Linked DNA regions of Mus musculus: all the other regions are linked to region 3. Evidence: chromatin contacts called from public HiChIP or PLAC-seq data. All regions are on one chromosome and are shown on one strand. The core of a region is the stretch at or near the end of the contact, and the rest is flanking DNA. Distances in the headings are between cores, read along the strand shown. Region 1 overlaps Prag1 (PEAK1 related kinase activating pseudokinase 1). Region 2 overlaps Gm39163 (a long non-coding RNA gene). Region 3 holds the start of 5430403N17Rik (RIKEN cDNA 5430403N17 gene).

Region 1 (2,700 bases), core at 32-2,531, 240 kb before region 3:
CCTGAGAGGCTCTGCCAGATCCTGACCAATACAGATGTGGATGCTCACAATCATCCATTGGACTGAGCACAGGAACCCTAAGGGAGGAGTGAGGGGAAGGACTAAAGGAGCTGAAGGGGCCTTTTCTGGCATCAATGGGAGGGGAGGCCCTTGATTCTGTAAGGGCTTGATCCCCCAGTGTAGAGGAACGCTAGGGCGGTGAGGACGGAGTGGGTAGGTGGATGAGGGAGCATCTCATAGGAGCAGGGTAAGGGGGGAATGGGATAGGAGGTTTGCAGAGGGGAAACTGGGAAAAGGGATAGCATTTGAAATGTAAATAAATGAAATATCCAATCAAAACAAACAAACAAACAAACAAACAAACAAACAAAACCAAAAAAAGAGCATCCAACTCCCAGAAGCGATGGTGCTCCCAGAAGAGCATCAACAGCTGGCACCCTGGGAACCTGGGCCACCTGACCTCTTTGAAGATTGCCACTTTAATCAGGGGATGAGCCAAACCACATCACATTTTAAAATGAAAGGCAAGCTTGCCATCAAAGCCCAGTCTTACAATCAAGACGGTTTTGATTCTTCGGTCTGTGTGTGCAACAGACTTCTTAAGACTCTCTGAGAAAAAAAATAAAAAGCTTAAAATCCCAAAGGTAGCTTGTGAGCCTCAGCAGAGTGTTCTGTCAGATGTAAGGCCAAGCGCCAACAGGCGTGGGTTAACCATGTATAACAAGGCTCCACTAATAACGATAATTTGATTTGTTTTGATTTTGATTCCCCAAGCTGGTGCAAACCCTCTATCAAATGAAATCTGTCGTCCCATGACTTAAGGAAGTAACTTCAATGGACAAAACCCACATACACTAGTCTTTCCTCTTCGGTGGGGGAAATAAGCCCCATGATGTCTGCTCCGTGCTGTGACACACGACCTATTCTTGCTCAGACTTCCTTTCCCAACTCCCTCTGTCCATTGTGTGCAAGGTCACGGCAGATCTGTGTAGAAACGCAGAACTCGGTGGCACGGCACCCAACCACATCTCACTCTGCAGCTGCTACCGGGTGCTTTCAGAATGGCTTTTCCCTCCATTGTCCCGAGAGAGCGAAGTTTTGTAAGAGTGATCTCTACACTACGCTGGGAGAAAGCTTAAAAAAAAAATCAGCCGGAAGAGCCATCTGCCAGACTTCCTCATTCATGGGGACAGGCCTCATCTAAAAATACCCTCAGAGTCTCCGGAATGAGAGCTTTCAGAATGGCTGCAATCCTTCACGGAGGCCATGTGCCAGTGTGTGGCATGAGGCCGTATCTTCAGCTTCATATTGCCGCCCCTGGTGACAGCACAGTACACAGTGTGACTGAGGAAGCGAACTCATTCTCCCAGCTGGATTTAGTTTACTTCCTACACACTTAGCCAAGAGCTTCCTGCCTCCGTAGCTACACATTTGAAAAGACAAATAAGCCCTGTATTGGCGTTTGAAGCAAACTCCTTTAATTTTGACAAACACACCACCAAATGGCTAGAATAGATCACATCTCCCTTTAAGTTTAGTGATAACATGTCAAAGACCTAATGAGAGAACTTATAAAAGACTAACATTCCTGTCCCAGAAGTAGAAGCCTCTTAAACATTTCTGCGCACCTTTCAAAACCACTCAGCATTGGCTTCAGATTCGAGCCATCGGCTAATGCCTCAATGACCAGTGAACACACAGCTCTTACCATGCTAACCCCCAGCCGGAGATGTGATCCTCATCAGGGTGGCCTGGCAAGCCCCGGGACAGGCCGGCCAGTGACTTCAAGCCAGCCAGTGACTTCAGGTAGCATGGAGCTCCAGCTGTGGTCCAGAGTGCGTTCTTCTACTGCTGTGAGTCCCCAGCTCCCAGCTCCGCTTCCCTTAGTTCCTCTCTGACTTTTCTATAAAATGCACTTCCTGAGGGAGCACAGGAAAGCAGGGACGGCTCTGCCTCTGACCCGCGCCTTTAATCACCAATTGTCTTTTTTGGCCGGCTCTAAAAATACATTACGTTTCTCTACTTACTTTCTAGTACTAAGGCCCCCCCCTCTCTGAAAATTAATTAAGTCATTCAGATTTGCTTGGTAGATAGAAACACCCCTTTTGGAGTTTCTTTCAGATGTCCGAGTTAATTGCAACACATTCTCCTTGCTGTCTATCTGCAGTAGCATTTCTAAGATCCCTGACAACACACACACACACACACACACACACACACACACGTTGCCTGCTCTGTGCTGGGTGTTGCTGGAGGATGCAACCATGAATGGGATCGGCATAACCCCTGTGCTTCGACAAACCTGCAAATGGTAGGAAAATATTTCTCAAGCTATTTTAGGGAGAACACAAGCCACGTCGTTACGTTAGAACGTCTTGCAATTCTGGCTCAGACTCTTTCTAGAACAATGTTATCATTGCGACAGCTGAATGCAGACTCCTACACCGAGTGCCCACAGGGATTCTTTATCTTGCTTGCCATATTTCTGTCACTTGCACGGGACAGAAGAACAAATCACAGGCTTTCTTTGGCATGCTCATTTTGAAATATTCTCCTCTAATATCTACAAACACATTAGAAAACACCAGAGGGTAGAAGTCGGGTAGGCTGGTATATGTCTATAACCCCATGCTGGGCAGTGGCAAATGGAAGCAGGTGGATTCCAGAGCTTGAAGACCACCTAACTCAGTGGTTTTCTCT
Region 2 (2,700 bases), core at 102-2,601, 190 kb before region 3:
CTTAATCACTCTCAGATTATGGTTTGTTAACTATTTATAACTTTGAGTTGACGAAAAAAAAAAACAAAAACAAAAACAAACAGAACCAGACCCCCTCTAGTCAAATTCCCAAGGACCAAATGGAAAACAAAACAAAACAAAAAACAAAAAAAGAAGAACTCAGTAACTTTCTTAACACTTGGTTTCCACTCAAATATTTGACTAAATATTGTAGAAAGCAATGTATCATTATTGTTACCTCTACAAATCCCTTCTGCTCAATGGGTTTGATCAGGAGAGAGCTCTTTCAAGGACTCCAATTTGTACTACTAATACAAATGCCTCATTTTGTATTTGTAGAGGGTGTTGCTAAAAAAGAGGTCAGGTCATTATAAGGCAGTTTGGTTGAGTCCATTACACTTGACACCTCTGAAAGCTGATCGAAGGTATCAACTTCCAGATTCATTTCAAGACACACAGGGAGTCTTCTGGAAATGATGATCAAGTTTTGAGCATGGAAAAGCAGCACAGAGAGGCACCTCCACCTTAAAAGCATCCATAGGTTCAGTATTTCCTCATGAGCATCCTCCGAAGTCTCTAGCCACATCCTCATACAGTGACATTGGGTTACCCTCCCTCTCACCTGCTTCTCTTACACATTCTGCTGCTGATATCTGCTGTCATTTATGTTGGTTTCCCTAAATGCCCACCAGAGAAGATGCCCACCAAGTACTTTGGAAAGAAAAGAGAGAGAGGCATGAAGAATGGAGAATGAAAGCAAAAGTTCACTTATCACATCTACAAAGACACTGGGGGAGATAGAACTTGTATGTAGTCTGATAAAACAAAACATTAACATTTAATAGGAGAATAAAATATTTATAGCCAAGAAAGATTTACTTAGGATCAAAATACAATTTATAATTTAACAGGTGCTATATGGGCCTTATGCAAAGAAAAATGAGTGTAATACAATGGGATTGCAAGTCATAAATATAAACTAAATGGGTAAGTTTTCATTACTAAGAATGGCCTATAATATTAGCTATGCAGAGAAGAGAACATAAAATAAAGGGGCTACTAAAATCTGTTTCTTGAGTGACTACACAGTCTCCGTAAACTTCTAAAAGATTTTAAAAGTCAACAAAGAACTATTATTGAAATAAAGACTCCTTACTTATCATATTTATATTTTATAAAAACAAAATACTTTAGTCAGTCTTACCGATAAGTGGTTGATTTAATTCTTTGTAAATGACGGGCTTTTCTTTTTCTCCTTTGTAACTGGAACAAAGCAAACACGTGGGTTAATCATTAACGGACTCCCCAAGCCTTCCTTCTTCTTCCACTCCTTAAACAACAAGATCATAAATCTTTGAGCTTCTCTTGGCGTTATCTCGGCTGAGGTTCAGAGTTTAACATTGTGTTCCATGAGCCACAAGCCTTGCCACCAAAGAGCTCCTGAGTGCAGACAGTCACCAGCCACCCAGACTGCCTTCAAACCCATTTCTCTAAGGATTCACACGTATGTGGTTACATTATGGAAAAAATAAGTAAATAAAACTTTACATTTTGGACCAGTTTTGGATTTTTCTGTTGCTGTGATGAAATACTCTGGACAAAAGCAACTTAAAGGTTTAGTTGGCTCCCAGTTCCAAATTAAAGTCCACCATTGCAGAGTGGCAGGAGCATGAGAGAAGTCACATTCTAGCCTTCCACTGAATTATTGCATGCGAGTTCTTGCTTACTGTTTTTACAGTTCTTCCTCTACTGATGTCCAGCCCAGGGTCCTCTGCCTAGGGAATGGCACCACCCACAATTAGAGTGGGCTTTCCACTTTAATTAAGGAGATCAAGACCATTCTTCACATACATTCCCAGAAGTTAACCTTAAGGTCAATAATACCTCACAGGTGTGCCTGAGGCCTGCCTCCTTGGTGTCAAGCTGGCAGATTTATAAAGGGGGGAAAATGTAAGTATAATTTAGAAAACCCCTACATTCCCTGAATCTAGTGTCCCATGTTACTATGGTCTGTTTGCTATAATTCATACATCAATATTAACGCAGTATAAAGAATACAAGTCTACAGTGTATTTATGTATATTTCCTTAGTTCTTAAGTAATTGGTCTCCCCCCCCCCCGCTTTATTCTGGTTTTGGGCCCCGTTCCAGGCAATATGTGACAGCTATCAGATGTTCTTAAGCACCTTGGTTGATGACTTTGACCGTTTATGAGATGAGGTGTAGTCACCTGTCTTGTAGAATGTAGCTTAAGTGGAATTCATCCCCCTTCTCTCATGACCCCACATAGGTTTGAGGAGCAAGCAAGAGTCTGGCTGAATTGAACCCACTGGATCTGTTCTTATTGTGACTGTTGACTGTTGTTGGCTGTGATCTCTGAGGGAGCGTTTTGTTTGCTTTAGCAAGCAGTCACTTTCCTCTCCCTTTGCACATACTCTCTGGGAGAAGTTAGTTACCCTGTACAACCTATACTCAACAAGTATTGGTCTCACCTCCATCAGGGACATGATGCACTTTGAGTATTTGATTTCCCCTCGTGTGCAAATATTTCTTCCTTACCTCGTTCCTCTTACTCTGTGTTCTTCTACCTCAAAACCTGAAACCCGTGTGGAGTCAAGGAAAAGTAGGGAAAATGAATTCCAATTGAGGTACGTTCCAGAAAACAGGTACATTCCTCATCTTCTAAACTGCCAAAGTCACC
Region 3 (2,881 bases), core at 237-2,736:
AGCCTTAAAAGAAAAAAGAAAAAAGTGTTTATATCTCCTCTCCCAGATGACAAGTGTGAACACCATCCTTAACAGCTCAGCCGACTCCAGGATCTTTCAGCTCTGAAAGGCCTCCAGACCTTCCCTCCGAAGAAGTCTAAATCATCCACTAAAAGGCTATCTGTCTTAAATAGCCCGTGCTCACTTGCCTGTAAACGACTTCAGTGGAATCATACCTTCAAATATGCTTTCACCCATAAGTTCTGTAAAACAACCAAACCATCACTGGATTGTCAACTTTCTATAATGTCCCAGGCTACCCCGTAACAAGGAGCAAGGGTGTACCTAACATCCGCTAATAATTTGCCAACCACACAACAAACCATGCAGCTTGTTATCCACAGACTTACCATGCAGCAAAGCACACCTGTAAGAAACACCAGGCGAAGTATGGAAAAACCCACTGTTGAAAGGAAAACAAACACACAAAAAAACTGAACCCCTGTAGTATGCCATTGTATTCAAAGCTTTGCCAGAAAGAAAAGAACACACACACACAGACACACACACACACACAGAGACACACACACACACAGACACACACACACACACAGAGACACACAGACACACACACACACACACACACACACACACACACACACACACACACACGAGTATTATCTCACCTTCCCCTTTTCTTAGCCTTATGGCTGGATGATTAAGATTGCCTCTTTCTAGAAGATTTAGGAATGCCTATTCATCTAACAAATTTGACTTAGCTTCTGTTTTGATCTGAGCATTGTGGTAGGCACCCTAAAGAAAGGAATTAATAAGTGCCATTGCCTGCCTTTGAATTGCTCACCATGACAAAAGGAGGCGCAGACAGCAGTAACCAACCTGTCCAAACACACAAGGCACTACTGGAAACTATGAAATATATGTTGTCTCCAGGGTCAGGATCATAATTTTAAAATAAATAAATAAATAAACAAACAGGACTTCCCAGCTGCAAATCCTCATAAACAATCCCTTTCCCCCAGGACAACAGTCAATCTTTGGTAAGAAAAACAGGAAGCATCCAATTCAGGCTCCCGGTGGAAGGATGCAGGCTGAATATTCATTAGGGTGGGGGGTGGATGGGAGCAGGAGAAGGGAAATGGCAGGCAGCCAGGGACGCTCACTGCATCCCATCTCTCAAACTACCGAGATGTGGGTTTTTTTTTTCCCCTACAGCCTCCTTGGAAGAAGGACAGTGAAACTGTCCTGTTGTGATATGAAATATGACCACAATAACTAGGTTAGATAATAAACTATTCTTTATTTGCTAATAATTGTCAGCTCACAGGGTCTGTACACGTATTAACACTGAAACATTAAAAAAAAAAAAAAAAGAAAAGAAAAAAGAAAGAAACGTTTGCTTTCCACGCCGTCGTCGCCTAAGGGGAATAAAAAGAATTCGGAGGCTGCATAAAACTGTAATTATGATGCAACACAGCCAGGAGAGCTAACAAAGAATCTGCTTTCCCTTTGTGTTGTTAACTGAGTTAGTTCTTCCAACTTTCTGCTGCTGACAATGGTAACACTGGGCTTCGCTGAATGCTGGGTGGACAGGTAAGCCTGGGGGCAGGTGGCCCGAGGGGGAATGCACACAGCTGTGCTATAAGGCTGACTCTAGAAGGAGGATGGTCATCATTTTCCCTTCATTTCTCTGAAAAGGAAAGGAAGACATGTTTATGAGCAGTATAATTAACAGCTGGGTACCTTGTTGAATTAAGACATTATCACTGGATGAAGTTTTTTTAAAGGGGCAGCTAAAAAACTCCAAAGGCGAGTGACATGCTATTTCTCCTTTGGTGAAATTAGCCAATTAAAGTCAGATTTAGATGTGTGTGTGTGTATATATATATATATACACAAACACAGGTTTATTGCAAAGCTGCTGTCAGGTGTGTTCACTGGCCCCAATGACTGAGGCCATAAAAGTCACCATGGAAAGGGAAAGAGAGCAGAGGGGGAAGAGAAAACTCAGAGAAAGAGAAGGAGAGAAAGGAGAGACCAAAATGTCTGGATTACATAGGGAAGAGCCTCTGACAGAAGGGCAGCCCAGTCACTGGGCTGAAAAGTTCCGGGTTGGGAGCAGGGCATGCCATGTAGGGACTGAGGGATGCTGGGAGAACATGGACACCAGGTCTGCTTTGGTATGTAAAATATGTCCTAGGGTATGAAATCAAACAGTGACCCAGTGGGGAAGAAAAACGGACTTTACGATAAGAACTGAAAAATACTTGCTGGCAATGTTGAAGTAGAAGTTAAATGTATTTGGCTGAATTTCATAAAGGAAATCAATGTTCCCATTAGCTAAATCTAAGGTCATCTGAGTTCGTTTTCTAGTCCTTGACAATGTATAAGCTCCAACACCCCCATTCTTTCAGAGTGAGTCACAGCTGCCTCACCTTCCTTCCACCCCGCCTCTAGCCAGCATCCTTCCAACTCCCAGATGTGCACACAACCCTTTGTGTTCAGGTTTTTCCTCCCACATCTTCCTGGGGGAATAGGAGAGGGTGTGGCAGTGCTGGTCTGATTCCCTTACAGTTCCACTCTGGGGTCAGTCCCTCCTCTAGCTTTTAATGGGTGGCCATTCACACCGTGCTGGTTCCAGTGAGGTGGAGAAAGTTCCATGAGGCAATGCCACTACATCTGATATCACCTCCTCCCCAAATGATACTCAAGTGAAACTTCCCTCTCTCCCCACCCCCACAATATGTAGACAAAACCAATGTCTTCCTTCTCCATCCAGACTCATAAGTAGAACCTGGATATGAAGGAGACCCGAGAAAGCCATCAGCTGGAAGCAAACAGTAGTGTGGTATTGAAAAATACAGAGAGGTGTGAAATGTTGTAA

Evidence for each region. HiChIP or PLAC-seq counts read pairs in DNA pulled down with a chosen protein or histone mark.
Region 1: an H3K27ac HiChIP or PLAC-seq map of heart atrium shows a contact between it and region 3, with 5 times the contacts expected there. The contact joins the enhancer-like site here to the promoter of 5430403N17Rik in region 3. A contact is called at or near these places in 5 of 115 datasets of contacts at active chromatin or transcription factors (bone marrow-derived macrophages, cardiomyocytes, embryonic basal ganglia and 2 more) and 1 of 9 other capture datasets (embryonic stem cells).
Region 2: a contact with region 3 is called in a FOXA1 HiChIP or PLAC-seq map of pancreatic cancer cells. The contact joins the enhancer-like site here to the promoter of 5430403N17Rik in region 3. A contact is called at or near these places in 1 of 484 Hi-C or Micro-C datasets (nephron progenitors), 3 of 115 datasets of contacts at active chromatin or transcription factors (embryonic stem cells and pancreatic cancer cells) and 1 of 9 other capture datasets (embryonic stem cells).

The regions. Positions count from the first base shown.
Region 1 is chr8:36,121,127-36,123,826 of GRCm38.p6, reverse strand. The region is part of intron 3 of Prag1 (PEAK1 related kinase activating pseudokinase 1); the gene reads right to left. Among named protein-coding and RNA genes, the nearest start is that of Prag1, 28 kb to the right of the region's middle. Within about 2 kb of position 1,281, at least 186 of the 459 cell types and tissues checked have an H3K27ac peak or open chromatin away from gene starts, as enhancers often do. A contact at or near this core is called in bone marrow-derived macrophages, cardiomyocytes and heart atrium, where this site is marked.
Region 2 is chr8:36,072,107-36,074,806 of GRCm38.p6, reverse strand. It overlaps Gm39163 (a long non-coding RNA gene), which reads right to left. Exons shown (of 3, transcript XR_870358.2): 3 at 1,200-1,263. Among named protein-coding and RNA genes, the nearest start is that of Gm39163, 7.1 kb to the right of the region's middle. Within about 2 kb of position 1,351, at least 22 of the 459 cell types and tissues checked have an H3K27ac peak or open chromatin away from gene starts, as enhancers often do. A contact at or near this core is called in pancreatic cancer cells, where this site is marked.
Region 3 is chr8:35,881,562-35,884,442 of GRCm38.p6, reverse strand. It overlaps 5430403N17Rik (RIKEN cDNA 5430403N17 gene), which reads left to right and starts at 1,486. Exons shown (of 3, transcript NR_046181.1): 1 at 1,486-1,590.